5 separate regions of the Mus musculus genome follow, and regions 2, 3, 4 and 5 are each linked to region 1. Evidence: chromatin contacts called from public Hi-C, HiChIP or PLAC-seq and promoter capture Hi-C data. All regions are on one chromosome and are shown on one strand. The core of a region is the stretch at or near the end of the contact, and the rest is flanking DNA. Distances in the headings are between cores, read along the strand shown.

Region 1 (2,735 bases), core at 102-2,601:
ACATCTGAGTCAGAAAGCAATTTATGCAAAGACAAGCTTCACTTACTGTGCCTCGGGCAGCCAGCAAATCCACAGCCATTTCCCTTCTTAGTTTTTCTGCCAAAGGAGAGCCGAGTGCTGACCAAATATGCCTGGGAAGAAAAAAAAAAAAAAGGTGTAGTAAGGAATTCTGGTACAAAGGGAAGGCTTGGAGCCAGGAGGGTAAAGCCACCCACAAAGGGGTCTGGAGAAGTGGCTGTGTGATTAAAAGCACTTCCCTTGTTCGCAAAGAAGTTTGATTATCAGCACCCACATTGGGCTATCCACAGCTACTTGTAACTACAGGGGATCCAACATCCTCTCTGGCTTCCTTAGGTACTGTGTGCTCATGGGCACAGACACACAAACAGACACAAACATACACACATGAAAATAAATTAAGTTTTAAAACCCACCCATAATGGTACCAAATGACAGGAACACTGACAAAGCCAACCTGCCAAAACTACATCCCTTCTGTATATTAATCACTCTTCTTCTTTCTTACACTGATCCCTCCACACCCACCTACAGACCCTTTAGCACCTTGTACAAGATTCGTGGCAATGTCAAAAGGTTGGGCAGGACTGATTTAAAGTACAAAGGATAATGTGTCCAAGCTCTCTGCAAATGCTGTGTCTGTCTACCGCAAGAACTTAAGTGTTGGCTGTTTGGGAATTCCTGGAACCAGTCCTCTGTGCAGCAGAGGTGGGGCTGTGCTGTCGACGTGGCTGAGGTGGACAGCCAGGAGGTTCACAGCCTGCCCAAAGTGACAAGACAGCAAGCATCACAAATGGGAAGGAAATTCTGCTTTCAGTCTAAGGCTCCGATCAAGACTCAGAGAACTCTCGGGCCACAATGTGCCTTGGTTTCTTCTTCTGCACCATAGGCACAATGAAGGGCCAAGGGGCCTGTAACTTGCTATTAGATGCGCTAATTCATTAAGTTAGATTAGACTGCTAGGTATCGGCTGTTGATTTTATGATCTGCATAGCTAAGATGCTACAGAAGATGCACAGGCCTCTGGATCCGCAGTTTGGTCCCAGCCACGCTTCGTGGAGGGCCAAACCCGCAGAAAGATCCCCGAGCCTGAGGCCGCAGAGCAGTCGCCAGGCCGCGCCGGGCTCGCCGGGAAGCCCACCGCCCGCTACGCCCCGGTCGCCCCTCTTCACCCCACTCACGGACGCCGGCGCTCGCTCCCACCACTCTCAGCACGAGCAGTCTCGAGGATGTCGGCCCCAGACGCTCTCTCCTAGCACAGTCAGGATCACCTCCACCAGGAGCCCCCCAAAACGCCGCGAGCAGCCCCGCCACCGGGAGAAGCCCCAGAGAACTACTACTCCCGGCATGCCTGAGGTCTTTTCTGACTACACCTCCCAGAAGGCACCGGGGCCAGGCGCGTTCTGAAAGCTGAGTCGGGTCGTGTTGCACTGCAAATCCAGCAAGCCTGTCCCTGCTCTCTCAGTCAGTCCCTCAGACTTGTTTGCTAGGAGGGTGAAGTGATGTGACAGGACAAAAGTGGAATTTAGGGTTTAGGAGCGAGGTACCCATAGGTACCAGGCCAGCCTGACTGACTACATGTGGACAGCCAGGACTACATAGCGAGACTAAAACCAAAAAAAGTAAAACAAAACAAAACTCTAGGAGAACCCTAGCCCACATCACTAATCATTGTAGTTTATTTTTTTTACATTTTTTATTAGGTATTTAGCTCATTTACATTTCCAATGCTATACCAAAAGTCCCCCATACCCACCCACCCCCACTCCCCTACCCACCCACTCCCCCTTTTTGGCCCTGGCGTTCCCCCGTACTGGGGCATATAAAGTTTGCGTGTCCAATGGGCCTCTCTTTCCAGTGATGGCCAACTAGGCCATCTTTTGATACATATGCAGCTAGAGTCAAGAGCTCCGGGGTACTGGTTAGTTCATAATGTTGTTCCACATATAGGGTTGCAGATCCCTTTAGCTCCTTGGGTACTTTCTCTAGCTCCTCCATTGGGAGCCCTGTGATCCATCCATTATCTGACTGTGAGCATCCACTTCTGTGTTTGCTAGGCCCCGGCATAGTCTCACAAGAGACAGCTACATCTGGGTCCTTTCGATAAAATCTTGCTAGTATATGCAATGGTGTCAGCGTTTGGATGCTGATTATGGGGTGGATCCCTGGATATGGCAGTCTCTACATGGTCCATCCTTTCATCTCAGCTCCAAACTTTGTCTTTGTAACTCCTTCCATGGGTGTTTTGTTCCCAATTCTAAGGGGGGGCATAGTGTCCACGCCCCAACTGGTAAGAAGGACACATGCTCCACTATGTTCATAGCAGCCTTATTTATAATAGCCAGAAGCTGGAAAGAACCCAGATGCCCCTCAACAGAGGAATGGATACAGAAAATGTGGTACATCTACACAATGGAGTACTACTCAGCTATTAAAAAGAATGAATTTATGAAATTCCTAGCCAAATGGATGGACCTGGAGGGCATCATCCTGAGTGAGGTAACACATTCATAAAGGAACTCACACAATATGTACTCACTGATAAGTGGATATTAGCCCCAAACCTAGGATACCCAAGATATAAGATACAATTTGCTAAACACATTGTAGTTTATTTTTACTGTATACAATACACAGAAAACAATGTGACATGGGCCTTGATGTGCATCCCAGGATGGCTTCAGAAAGCAGGAGGATTAAAAAATAAAAGTAATTGA
Region 2 (2,735 bases), core at 150-2,649, 710 kb after region 1:
ATCAGATCTTCATGGGGCATGAGGCAGGTCCCACTGGAATCAGAAACCCTCACGCAGGCATCTCCCAGGACCGAGCACCACCCACAGGCCCCGTCTGGTTAAACTCACAGTACCCAGGGAGGCAGGACCTGCAAAGCCTCCAACATCAGTCAGGCATCGACAGCTGAGGTCCCAAAGGACAGAGTAAGCTGGGGGCTGAAATGTGGTCTTTGAGACAGGGCTCCAGCCTGGGACCAATTTCCAAGTGAATAACTCAATTGGACTGTTTGGAATTAATCAGGCGAACAAAAAAAAAAAAAAAAAAAAAAAAAAGCCATGACCACCACACACTCAGACGCTTCCTTACACTCTTCCAGTTCAAAAACAGCTTTGATTGTAAAAATGTAATTAGTTAAATGATTCATCTGTAATACCCCCCAAATTCATATGCTTTCTTAAATTCTAACATCCCCTGGCTCACTCCCATCTGACCCCTGCGGGGCAGCTCCCAGCCCCCAAGATGCTGGGCAGAGGGAGGAGGGGTGAACACCCACTTCCTGAGTCCCCCATAATAGTCCCCAGATTGGAACCTCAAAGACAGAGCCAGCTGGGCTTGCAGAAGAGGTCCTCCATACGGGCTTCCTTCCCAGCCTTCCCCCAGGCAGAACAAAACAGGTACTTCTTCAGTCCTGCCATGGTCGGGGTGAGGCTCTCCATTCCTCAGTTTCCCATCATGTCACGTGTGAGGCAGCCAAGGAAAGAGAGATGACCACAGGCAGTCATGGGGCCTGCGCTTTGGGTCCGCTGCTCAGGTTCCAGGGCCGCACACCCTCTCCTGTTTCTGCACCTTCCTGGTACAGGGGCCTCCTGCCCACAGGTCACTCTGGAAGAGGAAACAGTACCACAAGAGGCCAGCAGAGGAGAATGGGCCGGCTGCTTACTGGTTGCCAGCAACCAGCCATGGAGTGGTACCTGCAGACTGGCTGCTGCCTGGCACCTCTCTTCATTTCACCACACACAGCCTACTGCGTGGAGGAGCCTGTTCACAGAACTGGGCCAAGTCATAAAAAGACTGGGGAGAAGACAGTATGTGAGTAGGAAGCTGTTCCTGCCGCCTCCCATGACTTGAGAAAGAATGAGTTTGGGGTCCCCATAGACTGTGCGATCTCAGGCATATCTCACTCCTCATAGATATTATGTTCTTTGCATCCCTGGTAGCAATTAGGAGATCCAAGTGGATGGTTCCTGGGAGCTCCAGGACTGGGCACTCATACCGGGTTCAGTGAATGACAGTTCCTGTCGCTTAATGATCATTCAGTCCAGCAGGGGGAGCCCTTGAGGCTAGCAAGCTTTGCCTGGGTGAGCATACTAAGTACAGAGCCTCTAGCGCTGTGACACCAGGGCAGGAGTTGGCTTTCACTAGCAGATAACAAATCAAGGGCGCCCCCTAGTGCTCACCGGCGTTCAGACACCGGGGCTGGTGGGAAATTGGACCTTTCGTTCATGGAATCACTGTCATGTGTAAACATTGTTCAACAAACGTTTATTCTCAGCTCCGGGCAGTTTGGCATTTTACAGATAGTAGCAAGAAATCCATCCTAGAAGCCTACGACTGATCCAGAGAAAGATCCACAAGTCACCTAAGCTCCAGCTTCACATTAGGCTGTGGTCAGTGTCAAGAGGGTTTAGTAGCTGTGAGCACCTACCTACCTGCAAACCCACATCAGGCGGGGACAGGGCTGCAGCCTCAGGAAAGGGAGGTGTGATATAAGAACAAAAACTGAAGTAGGGGGCTGGGAATATAGCTGACTTTGTAGTCTGTGTGCCTAATATAAATAAGGCCTTGGGTTCTATGGGGATCCTCCCCCTTTTTTTTTTTTTGTAAAGATTTACGTATTTATTTAATGAATGTGAGTACAGTGCAACTGTACAGATGGTTGTGAGCCTTCATGTGGTTGTTGGGAATTGAATTTTTAGGACCTCTGTTCCCTCTGGTCAACCCCGCTCATTCTCGTTGGCCCGGCTGACTTAGTCCCTGCTTGCTCTAGCCCAAAGATTTATTTATTATTATACATAAGTACACTGTAGCTGTCTTCAGATGCACCAGATGAAGGCGTCAGGTTTCATTACAGGTAGTTGTGAGCCACCATGTGGTTGCTGGGATTTGAACTCAGGACCTTCGGAAGAGCAGTCAGTGCTCTTACCCGCTGAGCCATCTTGCCAGCCCTATGGGAATAATTCCTACGCCACATTAAAAAAAAAAAAAAAAAAAAAACAGTCATGAAAGCCAGGCTGTGGTGGTGTGCGCCTTTAATTCCAATACTTGGGAGACAGATCTCTGAGTTCAAGGCCAGCCTGGTCTACAGAGCAAGTTCCAGGACTGCTAGGGCTACACAGAGAACCCTGTCTCAAAAGAACACAAGCAAACAAACAAAAAACAGGCATTATGGTACTCACCTAAGCTATGTGAAACCCTTCCTCAACACAGAACAGCGACGAGCAAACACCTTTCATCTCAGCAGTAAACAGGCAGATCACTGAGTTTGAAGCCGGCCTGATCTACAGAGTGATCAGTGAGACCCTGTCTCAAAGAAAAAGAAAAGCCAAAAACCAAGCATAAGCCAGGTGGGTGCTGACAAAAGTGAGGTTCAGAAGTCCCCACCCCCAGACAGAGTCAGGCTGATAAGGAGCACTCGGTTGAGGCAGCCAGCCTCACTAAGGAGTCAACTGTGCCCTTCCTCTGATGTCTGAGTCCC
Region 3 (2,735 bases), core at 169-2,668, 700 kb before region 1:
ATCTATCTATCTATCCATCCATCTCTCTCTATCTATCTATCTCTGTCTCTATCTCTGTGTATATGTGTGTGTGCATCCATGAGTGAATGCTATTGCTGTTAATTTCAGCAGCCAGAAGAGAGTATCAGATCCCCTGGAGCTGTAACCCCCCCCCCCCCAATCTCCATCTTTTGCTGAGCCATCCCTCAGTCCACTACTTCTAAATTATTTTTGGTCTAGAACTTGCTAGGTAAACCATGCTGGTCTCAACTTCACAGAGATATACCTGCCTCTGCCTCCCAAGTCCTGGGGTAAAGGTGTCTACCACCATGCCTGGCTTACTTCCGAAATCTTGAGGGTAGACTTCTCCAGAGAGCACAGCAGCATTCGTCTGCGCGTCCAAAGTCCTCATTGAGGACTTACTATCAGGACACATTAATACAATGGGCTGAGAATCCAGTATCTGAGAGATGATGAGTTTAGTTATGTTTCATACATGGATATCATACTCACTCCCTCATGGAGTAAGATGATGGACAGCCAGACTGACTGGTTGCTGTGTACTCTGTCAGGATAACCGGAGTATATTGTACTTCAAAGTTGTAAGGAAAGCCATGTCTTGAAAGCTGAGTCACAAGCCGCGTTTCAGAAGGTTGTGGCTCACTCTGGCTGTCACCCATTACATCTGCTCAAACCTCCCAGAATGAATTTATCTCTCCTTCCTTTTACCCTCCTGCCATGTCCAGGTGACATGGGGACAGCTCATACAGCTGTCTCCCTAGCCTTTACCAAAATAAATATGGTCCGCCCCTTTTGTCCAGGCGGAGTCATTTGCACCTTTGAGTCAGAAACTATCTTGTTCCTAATTGTTTAACCGGGCTCTAGTTCACAGAGCCCGCAGTAGCTAGTTTTGCTTCATGGTTCAGTGGCAGAAGCCCTGGGCTGGGATCTGAAGGTGAATTTGTACTGTCAGAGACTGCCGCCTTCAGGCCAGGAGAGGTAAGAGCAGGGCACTGCGCCCCTAGATCATACTGCTGTACGCTTATGAAAAAAATTAAGTGCTCATCTGTGACCTCAGCCTCAAGGCCACCCCAATCCATCTGTCAGATGGGGTGAGCGCACTTATTTCAAAGGGCACCAGCTGCGCTTCCTGACAACTGGGCTCTTGAGGATCCCAACCTTAGACTTGAGTCAAAATCCCGAGGCTGACCAGGCGCTGCTGTACCCTTCTCCAGACGCTTTTTGCCACATTAACTCGCCTGGGCTGCACAGTAGGCAGAGAGCATGCGATCCCCTCCAAACTGGACAGCGGCAGCAGGGCTGGAGGGGACTGCCAGGCCAGGAGAGGTCGAGGAGGGCGACGCTGTGAGCCAGCGCGGCCGCTAGGGGGAGCCAACCTTCGGGCCGACGTCTCGACCCCGCCCCAGCCTCTCGGCTCCTCTCGGCTCGGCTCGGGCGCGGCGACGGCGGCGCGCGCTTCCGCCTCACGGGCTCTGGCCCGGTGCGAGCGGCCGCGGGATGTGGCTCGGGCCCGAGGAGGTGCTGGTGGCTAACGCGCTATGGGTGACGGAGCGGGCCAACCCCTTCTTCGTGCTGCAGCGGCGCCGAGGCCACGGCAAGGGCGGAGGCCTCACGGGTGAGCGGGGCGCGGGCGGCCGGGCCTGTGCGCACCGGGCCTGGCGGGGCAGCAGGACGCGACCCGCGGGCACGCGCAGCGGCACAGGGGGGTCGGAAGGCGGGTGGGGAGGACGATCCCGGGACAGGCAGCAGGGGAAGGACACCAGTGGCCTCCGCCGGGACGTGTGCACAGTCCTGTAAAGTCACATAGCAACCAGAAGCCAGCAGGGTTCCCCAGCTCGCCCTCTGCCTCAGTTTCTCCAGCTGCCTCTGAGGGACCAAGTGGCATAAGCACACGTTTCCTTTTGCCCTCTTTACTCCTAGTTCACTGAAGAGTTGCCTCTTGGCGAAGACCAAAGATGCCCTGACCTCCCCTTCCTCCGGTCTCTCCTCACTTGATGCCGTCAGAGCTCCCAATTCAAAGCTTGTTTTTGCATATTTATCGGTATATATGAAGTGTCCCTCAGAGCTACCCCGGGTGCCTCTCGGGTATCTGAGCACTACCACTCACACAGAAGCAGCTGGAGTGGGAGCCTCTGACTTTGTGTGACATGTGGCATTGTGGGAATCTATTCAGCAGGACTTGTTGGAAGCCCCGTGTGTCCCAGGGCTTGTCAAGTACTCCAGATCCGGCCCTGCAGCAGACCCCTGTACGTGGACCCTTCTGGGTGCCAGATCTTTCAATATGGAAAGTGAATTTTCTGTGAATGCCCTGGTTTTGCAGGGTGGCAGCTGACAGTCCTGCAGATGCAGTTGGTGGCCTCACCTAGGTGACATCAGCTGCCAGCATCTCATGAGCTACACTTCTTAATGTGGAAGGGACTGTACCTTTTCCAAGAAAACTCAATGTTCCCTTCCACAATCAGGCTCCTTCCCGGAGGGCCAAGAGATGACTGGAGTTGATGCTAGGCCTGGCTCCAGGACCCAATGTTTATTGAGAGTTAGGTAGCAGCCCTCTTGAACAGCCCAGTGATCAACCTTGGAAGCTACCATAAGGCCACTGAGGAACACAGGGCACCGTGGGACAAGTCCCTTTTGTTCTAGCATTCATCTGTGTCCAACCGCCTCCCGCCTCTCAAGGCTGAGCGTCCAGACTACGGTGCCAGCCATTCTGTGAATTCCAAATCACATTGAGCCAG
Region 4 (2,735 bases), core at 152-2,651, 620 kb before region 1:
TGCCAGCCTGGTCTACAGACCAGCCAAAGCTACCTAGAGAAACCCTGTCTTGAAAAAGCAACCAAAAAAAAAAAAAAAAGCCATTTTAATGTGTTCTAATTCCTAATAGTAAAATGAATACTAAAGTAGACCAGCCATTGCCTGGAACTGGAAAGGATACAAGATGACAAACAGGAAAAAAATTATATAATAAAATAATAATTATTACAATAATTGTTATATAATTTTTATGTAATATATAAATAAAATTTATAAAACAATGAAGAGATTCTAAGCCGAATGTGAAAATAGTTATACAACTCATTTTTTTTTTTTAAATGCAAGGAGCTGGGGAGGTAGCTCAGTTGCTCGAGGGCCTAACATGCATGAAGCCCTGGACTGGATGCCTAGCACAAAGATGACTCAGAAGGACAATTTAGAGATACAGGCCATCCCGGCCATATAGTAAGACCTGTCTCTGCTAATACGAAAGAATAATCGTTATACACTTTTACTGGGTGAATTGCACAGGTCCTAGGTTATAACGCAGTTACACTGAAAATTTTCTGTCCAGTAGTCCCTGTGATTCCTGCACTAGAAAATTGAGACAAGAGGATTGGAGTGATTGAGGACGGCCTAAACCACTCGTGAATTCCAGGCCAATCAGGCTACGTGGCTTTATTTCAGAAAAGAGAGAGACTGACCAACCAACCTGGCCTACCCACAGTCCTCCATAGAGATCGCAAAACCATTCCCTCCCACAGGGAGGGTCTTGTCCACTCGTCTCTTGTCAACAACCTCTAGCTCCACCCCATGCAGCCACCAGCCACTCCAACGCAAGAGACTGAGCTAGTTCCGGGGTCCCCTACCTCCCTTCCCACGGGCTGCCCCACCCCGCCCCCGCTGCTTATTTATCCGCGTCACTCCTCTCCACCCCTCCTCCACGTCTGCCTGGTCCCAGGTCTTCCGGGGCTTTAACTGAACCCACCACCGGGCGTTACGGGGAGCAAGCGAACCGCTGGATGTTAGATGTAACCTGAGCGGCCGCCTGACCACCCTGTCCCCGCGGGGAGCCAGAGGACACGCCGCCTCGTCCTCGCCCAGACCTACTACTCCCTGGCGGGGGAGGTTGGCTTCCCCGCCCCAGGCCCTCACCGCGGTAGTGCGCCTGGAAGCCGCCAGGCCTCAGCGTGGGGAACAGCACAGCCACTCGGCTCAGCAGCCTCTCGCAGGGCCCCGGGCCGGCCGCGGCTTGGGCTTCCGCCTCCGGCTCCGGGCTGAAGCAGAAGCTGAAGCGGCGGATCTCGCGGGTCGCCTCCTCCTTGCCCAGAAGATAGGCCTTCACCGTGAACGACGCCATAACCGCGGTCTAGGTACGGACGAAACAGCTGGGCAGCGGCGGCGCCGAGAGCCCAGCTTTTATAGAAAACGGGGGAGCCCCGCCTCGTGGGGGCGGAGCCTCTATGAGCCCCGCCCCTCCCCTAGGCTGGGGCGGCCGCTGGAGCCCCCTTGATGGGACCCTTGAAAGGTACGGGGTCGAGACGACCCCACTGCCTACTCTTTTCTTTCCCACCGAATACATGGGTGACCACAAGAGACCAGCCTCAGCCTCAAGTCGTTGGGAAAAGGACCCGTAAGTATCGAGCCTAGGTACCTCCCAGGCTTGGGCCTGCCTATGACTCAGCAGTGTCGTCCCCAAGCCAGGGGGGATGTACGGCCCAGAAGCTAGGAGGACACAGATGTCTACTGTCAGGTAGCCATTCTTTTAGCCAAACAGGCTGTCTCACAGGATGCTATTCCGACCCTCCTAAACATAGTGTCCCCGGTAGTAGCCCCCACTCCCACCCCCTTCCAGGCATCCACCATGACCAGCCCCTCACTGAATAAAGGAACATCACCCACCATCTTAGGCCTCACCCAATTTAACAAAGATCAGGTTGAGAGGTGTTGGACAAGCACTGGTGACTTCTCACAAACCCACCCTGTAAGAGGGGTAGCCAGGGCTCCAGAGGCAGCAGTAGTCACAACCTGTTCATTGCAACCAGAGATTCCTCACTGCAGCCCAGACACACACACACATACACACACATTCATATTCTCTCTCTCTCTCTCTCTCTCTCTCTCTCTCTCTTTCTCTCTCTCTCTCTCTCGGAAGGTACATGTATCTCAGGCCTTAGTGGCTTCAAAGCACAAAGGGATCAGACCACCTGCCCTCCATCTAGGAACCAAAATACAAGCTATAGCCAGTCCTGTGCCACAGGTTGGTTATTCCAGCTGTTTGAGGTGCTGAGGCAGGAAAAGACCAAGTTCAAGATATTCTGCTTGAGCAACTTGGTGAAACTGTTTCAAAATAGAAAGTGATCCTAGTACTTGGGAGGTCAGAGGTTCCAGAGTTCAAAGCCAGCCTTGGCTGCATGAGGCTTCTAAGAAAGAAAAAAAGTCTGGGTGCTGGGGGGCGGGAATAAAGAATCTGGCTATACAGTTTAGTAAGGATACAGGAGATTTAGCTTAGTAGGGATACAGCTTATAGAGATTTAGCTTAGTAGGGATACAGGTCATGAGGATTTAGCTTAGTAGGGATATACCCGGGAGATATCATTAATGGGAATTTGGTGCATAGGGATATAGCTCAGTGACAGAGCACCTGCCTAGTATGTGTTACATCTTAGGTTCAACCCCCAATACAAACGCCAAAACCAGGAAATGCTGCTTTCTGTGGCCAGAGTGACCTGTTAGCTAGCATGATGACACACATC
Region 5 (2,735 bases), core at 73-2,572, 540 kb before region 1:
ATCTCGGGATTAGCTACTAAAAACCAAAGGGCACAGCTGACCAACAAGTAACGTCATTTCCCCCGTTCAACAACTATTAATATTATCAGAGGTTTTTAACAGGCTTAGTAGGTTAATTTTGGAACTGTCAATAATATAGCAGGAATCAGGCGTTCACAAATTCCAAAGTTCCCTTTTGCGGGGGTTGGGGGAAAACGAATGCCTTTTAAGCAACTCCGTTTACCGAAGCTTCCAAAGACTTTTCAATTTTCCATTCCGAAACCGCGGGATACTGTCAACTGAAGGGAGACTTATTTCCATATTAAAGCCCTAACTAACCTCCACGAAGCAAAGATCCAATCAACATCTGCAGACTAAGCGAGGCCAGGCCTACGGTGCAAGAACGCCCTACATCCTAGGCAACTCCAACGCGGGTCTGCTCCAAGACGAAGTTCTCATCAATTGGAAATTAAGTTTAGGAGAAAAGCCTACCAGCAACTAACCTCCTGCTTTTCCAGCCCCGATTTCACTCAAGTCCTCAAGGGGACGTTTTCCCAAAGTACACCGCAGTGCCACTTCTGGAAGATGACAAGCGCCCTGCCATGTTAGCCACCTCCCAGGACCCAGACTAAGAAATGGGGGCGCTCGGGAAAGTTTCCCCAAGGCCCGATCCGCGCCGGAAGAGGCGTTTTCGGGAGTGAGTATTGCTGTGGCAGGCGCCAGCCTTACTCACCGCGACCGGGCGGCCGTGCTCCGGGCCGTCCGCTGCGTCCAGGCGCGCGGCCGCCGGGGCCGAGGCGGGGGCCGGAGCGGCAACCGGGGCCGTGGCGGCGGCCGGCGGCTGCCGGTGCTTGCCGGCGCGCTTGGCCTTGGCCTGGATGCAGCGCTGGTGCAGGGCAAAGGTGTGCTGGCGCTCGAGCTCCAGGCGCTCGGGAGACACAGCCTCGTAGCGGGCCTCACAGGTGCTGTGGTGGCGCCGGCACAGTTCGATGCGCCGGCGGAGGCGCTCCATGACCGCGCTGTGCCGCGGCAGCGCGAACTCCGCCATGGGGCAGGTGGGTAGCACCATGGGCCGCGGGCGGCACTGGCCGGGCCCGGGCCTCCCGGCGCCGGCTGCCACTTCGGGTTCCTCCGCTTCTGACGGCCCGGATCCGCCTCACGCCCGCGCCATGTCCGGCCGGGCTGTGGAGCGGGCTCGGGCGCGGCGGCGGGTCTTCCTCCGGCCCCGCTCGGCCCGATTCCAGGCCGGGGAACACCGCCCGCCTCAGGCTTCGGCCTGTCCGCTATACCCCTGCCCCATTGTTTTCCGCGCCGCTGCCGCCGCCATCTTAAAATTGTTTTCGGGGCTTTCGGAAGAGGGCGGGGCCTGGGCCGGCGAACTCTGCGTCACTGCTGATGGACCGAAGCTCTAGCCAATCAAAGGAAACCCGCTGCCCGAGGGCGTGGGGGACAAGCACGTCAGGAATTTTCGGGTATTTAAACTGAACACTCTGGCGAGGAGGGAAGCCCGAGGCGGGCTCAGTGCGGGAGAGTGAACTGTGACTGACGGGAACCTATCCAAGAAGAGCCACGTTTTCTGAACACCGCCCCCTGAAAGCAGTCCCTTCCGGGTTCGTGAGGAACGCGGGTTAAGTCTGAGTGAGGTGGAAGCCTTAAGACCCAGATGTCCAAAGCTGTCTATCTTTTTAGTCCACCCACACTATTTCGAGGTCAGCCATTTCCGACCTCATTCTTTACATACAGCCACGTAATTGATCAGAATTGTTTTGAGCTTGAGCGACCTAGTAGAGATAGTTATCACTGACTGGTACTGTGAGCAATAGCTCATTACTTGGAGGGGTGAGGGTGGGAAAGAGCCTCAATACTGGGGACTGGAGTTATTTAGATCTACAGGGGCATACACTTAAAAACCGACTGATATATAAAATTGAGTCACTCAAAATCCAATCCAAAGCACTGGGTTCCAGTGATGCCACTAGCAAGCAAGTGAGCGAAGGTAAAAAGCCAGGAAAGGACCAAAAAATGTTCTGGATGGTTACTGACACCCAAACTGCCATAGGAGATGCTGGGAGGCTTTGCAATAGAAGACCTCACGAGCCACTCAAACATGTCACCCTTTAACCTCTTACTAGAGTTCATTAAAGTTTTATTTTTAAAATCACAAAGAAAAAAAGCTAACAGCCAAGTGTTTTTATACACATGGAGTTAAAATAAGAAAAAGGAATTCTAAGTTTTTGGTGGCGGGAGTGGCAAAGATAAGTGAGCACTGCTTCTTCCCAGTGCCAAGCATTACAATCAGCACTCAAGTGAAACCAGCAGCTTTTGTATGCAGTGATGAAGGACTGAACCCAGGACCTCATGAGTACGCTGCAGCTGTCTTCACATACACACTAGAAGAGGGCATCGGATCCCATTACTGATGATTATGAGCCACCATGTGGTTGCTGGGAATTCAGGACCTCTGGCAGAGCAGTGGGGTACTTAGCTGCTGAGCCAACTCTCCAGCCCACCATTAAACTGTAGTGTCAGGTACCCCAGATTGCCCTCAAATATATTGTCTGAGGCTGGCCTGCCTCTGCTTCTGATCACACCATTACGCCCAGTTAGAAGTGCAAGGTTATCTTCAAAACTCTATAGTGTATGGATTCAGGACGCAACCTAAAACACAAAATATCCTGGGCATGACTTCCAATATCCTCAAATATGAAGCCTGAGAAACTTTTTTTCTAATAAAAGCTGTTAAAAGATATATATAT

What was found. Promoter capture Hi-C pulls out the DNA fragments that hold promoters and counts their contacts. Hi-C and Micro-C count contacts between places; a contact is called where the count stands out from the background. HiChIP or PLAC-seq counts read pairs in DNA pulled down with a chosen protein or histone mark.
Region 2: a contact with region 1 is called in an H3K27ac HiChIP or PLAC-seq map of the NIH/3T3 cell line, with 11 times the contacts expected there. The contact joins the enhancer-like site here to the promoter of Zfp354c in region 1. A contact is called at or near these places in 7 of 39 promoter capture datasets (the 3T3-L1 cell line, 3T3-L1-derived adipocytes, the C10 cell line and 4 more), 1 of 15 datasets of contacts at CTCF or cohesin (large pre-B cells), 1 of 484 Hi-C or Micro-C datasets (cerebral cortex) and 4 of 115 datasets of contacts at active chromatin or transcription factors (the NIH/3T3 cell line, embryonic stem cells, large pre-B cells and 1 more).
Region 3: a Hi-C map of the C2C12 cell line shows a contact between it and region 1, with 2.7 times the contacts expected there. The contact joins the promoter of Tbc1d9b here to the promoter of Zfp354c in region 1. A contact is called at or near these places in 3 of 39 promoter capture datasets (the 3T3-L1 cell line, neural stem cells and stem cell-derived epiblast-like cells) and 1 of 484 Hi-C or Micro-C datasets (the C2C12 cell line).
Region 4: a Hi-C map of the N1E-115 cell line shows a contact between it and region 1, with 4 times the contacts expected there. The contact joins the promoter of Sqstm1 here to the promoter of Zfp354c in region 1. A contact is called at or near these places in 1 of 39 promoter capture datasets (neural stem cells), 1 of 484 Hi-C or Micro-C datasets (the N1E-115 cell line) and 1 of 115 datasets of contacts at active chromatin or transcription factors (memory CD8 T cells).
Region 5: a contact with region 1 is called in a promoter capture Hi-C map of hippocampal neurons, with 2.4 times the contacts expected there. The contact joins the promoter of Maml1 here to the promoter of Zfp354c in region 1. A contact is called at or near these places in 3 of 39 promoter capture datasets (cranial neural crest, frontonasal cranial neural crest and hippocampal neurons).

Annotation. Positions count from the first base shown.
Region 1 is chr11:50,826,380-50,829,114 of GRCm38.p6, forward strand. It overlaps Zfp354c (zinc finger protein 354C), which reads right to left and starts at 1,352. Exons shown (of 5, transcript NM_013922.4): 1 at 1,200-1,352; 2 at 47-131. The coding sequence starts at 79. It also overlaps a transcript of Zfp879 not described here.
Region 2 is chr11:51,538,457-51,541,191 of GRCm38.p6, forward strand. The region is part of intron 5 of Col23a1 (collagen, type XXIII, alpha 1); the gene reads left to right. Among named protein-coding and RNA genes, the nearest start is that of Phykpl, 45 kb to the right of the region's middle. Within about 2 kb of position 1,400, at least 38 of the 459 cell types and tissues checked have an H3K27ac peak or open chromatin away from gene starts, as enhancers often do.
Region 3 is chr11:50,129,942-50,132,676 of GRCm38.p6, forward strand. It overlaps Tbc1d9b (TBC1 domain family, member 9B), which reads left to right and starts at 1,419. Exons shown (of 22, transcript NM_001290760.1): 1 at 1,419-1,615. The coding sequence starts at 1,498.
Region 4 is chr11:50,209,419-50,212,153 of GRCm38.p6, forward strand. It overlaps Sqstm1 (sequestosome 1), which reads right to left and starts at 1,402. Exons shown (of 8, transcript NM_011018.3): 1 at 1,135-1,402. The coding sequence starts at 1,339.
Region 5 is chr11:50,291,014-50,293,748 of GRCm38.p6, forward strand. It overlaps Maml1 (mastermind like transcriptional coactivator 1), which reads right to left and starts at 1,323. Exons shown (of 5, transcript NM_175334.3): 1 at 713-1,323. The coding sequence starts at 1,048.